2 separate regions of the Danio rerio genome follow, and region 1 is linked to region 2. The links are chromatin contacts, called in public Hi-C maps. All regions are on one chromosome and are shown on one strand. Each heading gives the region's core, a stretch centred on a gene start, on an enhancer-like site or on the middle of the called end of the contact. The rest is flanking DNA. Distances are from core to core; before and after follow the strand shown. Region 1 overlaps maml3 (mastermind-like transcriptional coactivator 3). Region 2 overlaps maml3 (mastermind-like transcriptional coactivator 3).

What was found. Hi-C and Micro-C count contacts between places; a contact is called where the count stands out from the background.
Region 1: a contact with region 2 is called in a Hi-C map of an unstated tissue, with 1.8 times the contacts expected there. The contact joins two enhancer-like sites. A contact is called at or near these places in 2 of 18 Hi-C or Micro-C datasets (caudal fin and an unstated tissue).

What each region holds. Positions count from the first base shown.
Region 1 is chr1:43,507,798-43,511,707 of GRCz12tu, forward strand. maml3 (mastermind-like transcriptional coactivator 3) reads right to left here. Exons shown (of 6, transcript XR_012407336.1): 2 at 3,725-3,910. Among named protein-coding and RNA genes, the nearest start is that of vwa10.2, 100 kb to the left of the region's middle. Within about 2 kb of position 2,149, at least 8 of the 62 cell types and tissues checked have an H3K27ac peak or open chromatin away from gene starts, as enhancers often do.
Region 2 is chr1:43,467,959-43,471,958 of GRCz12tu, forward strand. All of the region lies in intron 2 of maml3 (mastermind-like transcriptional coactivator 3), which reads right to left. Among named protein-coding and RNA genes, the nearest start is that of vwa10.2, 61 kb to the left of the region's middle. Within about 2 kb of position 2,128, at least 35 of the 62 cell types and tissues checked have an H3K27ac peak or open chromatin away from gene starts, as enhancers often do.

The DNA of each region.
Region 1 (3,910 bases), core at 899-3,398, 40 kb after region 2:
CTGTATTGGAGTGTATAAAATATAATAACCAATCTACAGGCATAGATTAATTCAATAAAGAAAAATATGCTAATAAATAAACAGCATTTTATCATTTTCCCGAGAACTGTATTAAGGTTCTACAGAAATTGAATAATCAAATATAAAATAATATTGCATAGTCTTCGTTGTAAAAAGAGTTCAACCAAATGAATCGTTATTAAATTAAAAACAGTACAATTTCCCATTTAAAACCTTCACACAGTCACAGGCCTCTAAAAACACTTGCAAAATAATTAATTGTAATCCAGACTCAACACTGCATATGATCATGATATGACTATTGCGAATGCCACATTGCATTATCGATGCTAAAACTATATATTGTGCAGCCCTAATAAAAAAAGAAGCTTATATAGAAACTTAATCTCACTTTATATAGAACTCCAGGGCAAATGTTTTACTAAAATGTATAAATAAAAAAAAAAATGTATGTTAATAAACATAAAACAACTTTTAAAACTAATGACTACAGGTCCAACATAAAAATAAAATATATTGCTAAATAAAATCCAAACATTAAACTTTGAAGATTGAAACTTTCTCATGATTCTTTTAATCATGTTTCTATCTAAATCCTGTAAAGGCGTGTAATATTGCATTCATGTCAATGAAAAAGGTGCTACACTAAACTAATTATTTTGTGATACCACAAGCAGAAATTTTAATCAGGGGTCGCCACAGTGGAATCATATCATCATCATATCCACCATTTGTTTTACACAGCGGATGCCCTTCTACCTGCAACCTAACACAAAGAAACATGCCCAATTTAGTTTATTCAATTCACCTGTACCGCATGTGTTTTGACAGTGGGGGAAACCGGAGCACCAAGAGGAAACCCACGTGAACACGGGGAGAACACGCAAACTCCACATAGAAATGCCAGCTGGCCCAGTCCAGGCTCGAATCAGCAGCATTCTTGCTGTGAGGCAATTGTGCTACCTACTGCGCCACTTTGCTGCCCAGAAATTTTATGACAAAACTTAAAACTATATTCAAAATTTAAGATAGATCAGTTGCTCTCAGAGATATAGAGCCGCATCTTTTGTGTAAAGCCAAAAAGCACTGTTGCACACCTTTTAAACAATGGAGCTACTAATTTACAAAATGCATGTGCTGGGATTTGTTATTGATCTTCCATAGCAGAGAAGCGAGTACATATAACACTGCACATGCTCTCTGTGGACAAAGGGGACATCAGAAAGGTCTAAATGTCATATTGTGAGAAGCATGTGCATTGCATGCAAATGGTCTGAATTTAACACGAGCCAAGCTGGCTCCTTTAAAGATATTGCGGTAGGTACTTCACTGCAGGTCCATTATTGTTCTAATTTGCGTGTAACAACATTTACCACTAATAAGTGCAAGAAACGGGAAACGATGCTGTGCTAAAGCACAGGAAGCGAAGGAGTAATTTTGATATGCAGACCTCAGGCAAAACAAAAATTAGCATTAGTGATGAAGGCACTAGTCAGGCTGGTCTTAGGTGGCCGGGAAAACATGATGTGCAGAATTAGCAAATGTTTGTTATAATTATATCCACTACATCGAAAGCAATGAAACCGGCATTTTTGTTGGGTCAAGTACATAGAGCAAGCCAACTACTGACAAAAATCAAAACATTTTTCAGCTGCCAAGTCATTTAAGCTGTAAAAACCCTGCTGTTGTAAGCATATTTAGGAAGAGGCAAAATTCCAAATGAGCAGAAATTTCTCTTTATCCATCCTCCTCCATACTGCCTTTCTCCCATTTAGTCTTTGATTTCTTTTACACCTGTTCCATAATTTAAACCATCTTTTACTTATGGTCCACCTTAATTCAGCTTTTTCCCCTCATTCTCTTCCTTTTTCCATCTTTCTACCTCGTTTCACTGTTCTACCGCATTTTCCTCAGGCTGCAAAGGAACCAACCATCATAAATCTACCCCTTTATTGCTTCTGAGGAGAGAGAACGAGGGAAGAAGGGAAGGGGGGGCAAGGGAGATGCAGAGGAAGAAAAAAAAGAGAGAGGGAGAGAGAGAGAGAGAAGGGGTGGAGGAATATCTAATCTCAGAGCAAGAGCTACAGAACCCAATGAACAGATGGATAAAATGAAAGGAGGAGAGAGAGGGTGCATGGGAGGGGCTGAGGATGTCACCATTAATGAGAATAATTTACAGTTCAGAAGCTAGCAGACTCGAGACCTCTTCGGCAACCGAGACCACCACCAGTACTCTCACCCTTCCAATAACAAAGGCATTCTGGCAGTCTTGGCTGACATTTTTAAGTAAACAGTAGCCTAACTAATGATTTGTGTTAGATAATCACACAACAGATCCCAACAAATTTTACACTTCTCATTAGTCGTGGACTGAAGGCCAGTGGTTACATCTAAGGAGAAAATGGCAGTGACATTTAAGTGAGCAGTGATAATAATGATCTGAAAACCTAAAAGAAGAGACAGCGTTTTTATACCAAGGATAGGATGAGGAAAAGGGATTTTGGTGGCCAGGGGGACATCGGAGGTTGGCGCATAGGCATAAATATATTACAGAGTGTCGATTTCCTATTCCAAGAGCTAGCTGTTGCTCAGGGCAACAGGAACCATTACTGTCCCACCGCACAACACAGACATAAAATCCAGAGTTATGGGTGAGGACTTATCGGTTAGACTCTTTGCATGTCTCTAGGCAAACTGCCCAGTGCGGAAGCGTTATCTCAATGCATAAGTGTTAACATTTAGCCTTGTATAACTAAAAGTTTCATTAAACTGCAAGAAATGTGGACAATTTTGCATCTCGTATCTCAAAACCTGATTAACAAGGTGTTTTAGGTGTCATGCTTCTAGGTTTGGAAGTATCTGAAATACTGTAGAATACACCACAATAACAGACCAATAATGACTACAGAAAATGTAAAGATGGTGCCTCAATTTTCACACACGACTGACTAGAATACAATAAATGATAGCAGAAAATGAGATAAGAACAGAATATTCCACATACAAAATAACAGCAGAAAGATAAACAGTAGATGTTTGTGGTTATCTAAATCACCCACTACTCAGTTCCTTAAATAAACCTCTGAATATATTTCAAAAACATTGCCTCACTAAAACAAATCAAATCAAGTGATTAACTCTTCTTCAACAGATTATTGTATGAAGGCAATCAAATTAGAGCTTCAATCTGATGTGTTCAATATGCAACAGCCGGTCAATTAGGGGGATAGATGTTTGGGTGAAATAATGGACCTTGAGTTGAATTTGAATTGACAACAAAAGTAGAAGTCTTCATTCGAAATGGAATTTTTAAACAAGAATTTTCAGAAGTTATTATTTACATGCAAAGAGTTCAAGTAACTCAAATAGATCAGCTTAAACAAAATGTCCGACAATCCATGGAATCAGACCAATTTAAAACAAACTGCTAAGATGTTCCCATTAAAACCAAAAACTATTGAACTTGTCTAGAACAGTACGGTACATAAAGTACACTAAGTATTATTGAAATAGCTTTAAAGCTGACAACTCAATGGAACAACTTTCATCTGAGCATGAATATCTCAAAAGATTAGCTCCTAAACAAATTCACAAGCACAGCCTTGGTGAACAAAATATTATATTAAAACATCAATGAAAATGCAAGAGCGGCACCTAGTTTTAGCTTAGTATAACAATTCGGGAATAAAATCAAGGATCTTACCTGTACATGCGGCTGCATAGGGCCATACGGCAAGCCTTGACTCATCATTTTTTGCTTTAATATCATCATCTTCTTCTGTTCTTCACTTAAATGGGCTGTCTGACTGGGCATTGGCCCTGGAGCTTGAGGTGGCCCACCCCCTTGCGCTGCATTGCCCTGCATGTAGGGCATCATTGGGTTTTTGGC
Region 2 (4,000 bases), core at 878-3,377:
TGATATCTATTCTCATTTTAAGCTAAAATGGTTGATGTTAAAATTTCATAATAAAATCAAACTATAGACCAGAGGTGTCCAAACACGATCCTGGAGTGCTGGTGTCCTGCATATTTTAGTTACAATCCCAATTAAACACACCTGAACAAGCTAATCAAGCTGTTTCTAAGTATACTAAAAACTTCCAGGCAGGTGTGTTAAAGGAAGTTGAAGAAAGTTAGAACTAAACTACGCAGGACACCCACCCACCAGGACAGAGTTTGGACACCTGCTATAGACCATTTTAAGGGATGTAAACAAAAACAATGGTCCCAACGTATTTCCTGTTTTACATTTTTAATTTCTATAGCTTCTGAGAATACAAAAAGAGCCACATATTGATACATAATGTTATGATAGCTGTTTTAACGTTAAGTTATGATTGAATTGCCTCTTGTTATAGTTTTGAAATAGTTTGATAAGTAGGAAATGTTCATGGGCCAATGACATCACCACATTGAAATGGTCTATAACTTAAATCAAATTACTTGAGACATTTAGATTTTTATTCTGCATGTATCCATTAAATGTATCTAAAATCACAATAAAAACTAAAATACATAATTTTACACAAACAAAAACTAACCAACCAATCAACGCTAAAAAACAATCATGTTCCAAAACATTTGATTCAACTACATTACTTTTCAAAATCCTGTAGACCAGAGAAATCTGTTTTCAACAAGGATTTCTGACATTACAGCCTAGAGTGATGGCTGCCAAAATACTCAAATATATTTAAATAGGAAAACCATTATTATAATCCTTTCACTGCCCAATGAAAAAAACATTGTTTGGATTTCATTTCCTATTTCTTAATGTCGCTACTTAATAATATTAATGCATTTTTTTCAACACATCCCATAATTTCTAAAATAACGGAATTAATACATATACTATGAAAAATCCGAAAATATAAAGTCTAAGACCAATTTATTTAAAAATGTATTCAAAATAATACATTTTTTGAATACTAAATCATCTTTATGTTTTAAAGTATGCCATAAAATGTCAGATTTCATTTCTAAATACTAATTTTATAACTTTTTTTTTTTTTAAACCAATATCAAGTGTAGTAGTGCAACAGAATTATGTTTGTTTGATTATTTGGTTAACCAACAATGCTGTGTATGTAAACCATTATTTAAAACTGTCAAAATATGGTCAACCCTTTGGTAGAGCAGGCAGTTAAGGCAGTTAACAAAATTACTAATAATGTATGTTGAATAAAATAAAAAATTAGTTTAGCATAAGAATACTCGTTTAAAAAAGTTTATATTGGCTAATAAATAAAAACAATTAATAATAATAAAACAAACAAACCTATTCACCAATGTGGCACTTGTACATTGTAAATCCTTCAATAAAACAATGTAGAAAACAGTCCAATCACAAGTGTAGACAGCCCTCATCTGCAGAGCAGAGGTGACTCCTACATCAAGGTCAAACATCTCAAATAGCAATAAAGGCAAAAACATTTCCACAGACATATATTTCCAAATCACTTTACTGTACACAAAAGACAACTCCCTGAGTGAAGGACTTCATTGTATTTATAGAATATAGCAATTGTACATAGGTATGTGTGTTTTTGAATCTCCAAAGAGAGTTTCAGTGATCTTATTTGCAACACATGAAAAGCTCTGATGGGTGGGTCACTTTCCAAATGTGTTATTATTCCAAATTCACCAGAACAACCCACAATGATTCAGATTGGTAAATGAAGGCAGCAAAGCCAGAAACAATCCCCACAAGCCAAAATACTGCACAAAAAACTGAACTAAGCGACGTGGTAGAGAAGATGGTGGGAACTAAAACCATGCAACAAGCTGAAAACAACAGAGATAAGGCATAGAAAACATGCCGAGGGCATGAGCAAGGTAGAGGCTGATGAGAGAGAGAGAGAGAGAGAGAGAGAGAGAGAGAGAGAGAAAGAGAGAGAGAGAGAGAAAGAGAGAGAGAGAGAGAGAGTCTCTACTGCCAGATTAGCGTCTGACGTAACATTATCACACTGCTGATAGGAGCAAGAGCTAGAAGGAGCAACCATTAGGGAGGAAGGCAAAGAGTGAAGGAGGGACGAGAGAGAGAGAGAGAAAAAAATATGAGAGAGAGAAAGGGAAAAGAGGAGGAGGATAGAGAACTTTATGGCTTGAACAAGACAGACCTTTTACCACCACACAATGAAAAAAGAAGGAGAGAAAGAAAAGGACAGAAAACTGGTAAAAAGGAGGGGCACTGAACAAGGGATGGAATAATGTGAGGGCAGGAGAAAAACAGTGAGCAAGCTAGAAACTAGTGGAGGATAAACAAGACGAAGAGAAGGCTTGCCAGAGAAGAGAGGGAAAATAAAGGAAAACAATGAAACCGAGAAACCAGAGATAAAAGGACAAAGCCAGGCCTCTTTGGCCATAATATTTTGGGTTTGGTTCATTCCAACGTATCCAAGTCTTTCAATCAAATTCTGCTGGTTTAAACTCAACTTTTGGTTAAATATGGACAAAATCAACCACTATGCCCCAAATGTCATTAAAACTAACATAAACATTTGGGTTTGTTTATATCTGACGCAAACTTTGGTTGAAACAACCTAATGTTTGGGCTGAAATTTACGGACTTTTAAAATAAAAGCACATATCAGACTTTGATTCTGAGTTAAAATCCTTATTGAAATATATTCTGACTAACACCACATGCTTTATTTAACTCTGCTATTTAAATAATTGTGAGAAACGCTAACAAAGAGCTAAAGTTAGTCACTTAGGTTGGTTTACATGAGGTTTACTCAGTTCAAATGTTTTGTTGTATTATCATTTTCTATCTTTATACTGTGTCCACAGCTCTTTTCATAATAATAGGAATAAACATTAAAGATATATGAAGATCAACCAAGAACATGCATTGAAATAGCAGATGTTAGCTGAACTGCATTTCCCTCAGCTACCTGTGATACGATCCCCCTAAATGCATCCTAATAGCGCATATAAACAGGAACTCAAACAATATGGCCATCCTACAAATTGATTACCAATATTCCAAAGAAAACACAGACTACTGGCAAACTTCCCAAAGCTCGAATGAACCCAATCTCTTTGTCTTCTCTTACATTTCCACAAGGCCTGAAGAAGAACATTGAATTCATTTGTCCTGCTCTAATCATAGACCTGGACTCTTCGCTCTCACCGATGTTCTCTCCTCGACACACAGCAGACATCAGAGGGTCTGAGAGGATGCCAGGCATTCCTGAGGCAGAGCCAGCGCCAGGGCCCAGCTTTGAGGGAGGATCGTCCCGCTCAAGCCTCACACCTCCTTCTCACTGCTGGAATGCAACTCTATAACCTCTGAACATTTACCAGGTCAAAGAAACAGAAGGAAACTGCAGAGAGAGCAATTTTGAGCTGTGGTACACAATACTCAACTTGCTTTCCTTTGCTTTATAATCTGATAAACACAGCTGGTACTGTATAAGGCAACACAACTGGCCTAAAATGGATTTAGTGAAGAGGCCTTCTAATCAAACAGAGAGACTGGCATCTGGTGGAGGAAAGAGAAGTGTATGGTTATAGGCAGAATCACACTATAGGCTCCATCATACACTGCGCAATAAGGTGCAAGACATGTTTGCCGTGATTTGTTGCTATTTTCAGACCAGCGCAACCGTAATTTTTATGTCACATTGTTTAAATAGCAAATCCATTTGTGCCACTTTGTGGACTCAAGGGTGTTTCGCTCTAAAAAGGAGGTGTGTTAAGGCACATTGTTGGCATGTTGCTATTTTGAGAAATTGAAATAGACCGCACCGTTGACCAACTGAAAGCTGGTCTAAAGTCCAGCGCAGATCATTAGTTATTTGTGTTTTTCGTTATTATTGTTCATGTTTTAGTTTGGTGAAAATTAGAACTGAATTTAGAATTAGTTTTGAAACTAATCTTTGCGCTTAACAAACAAAATTAATTATGTAGGC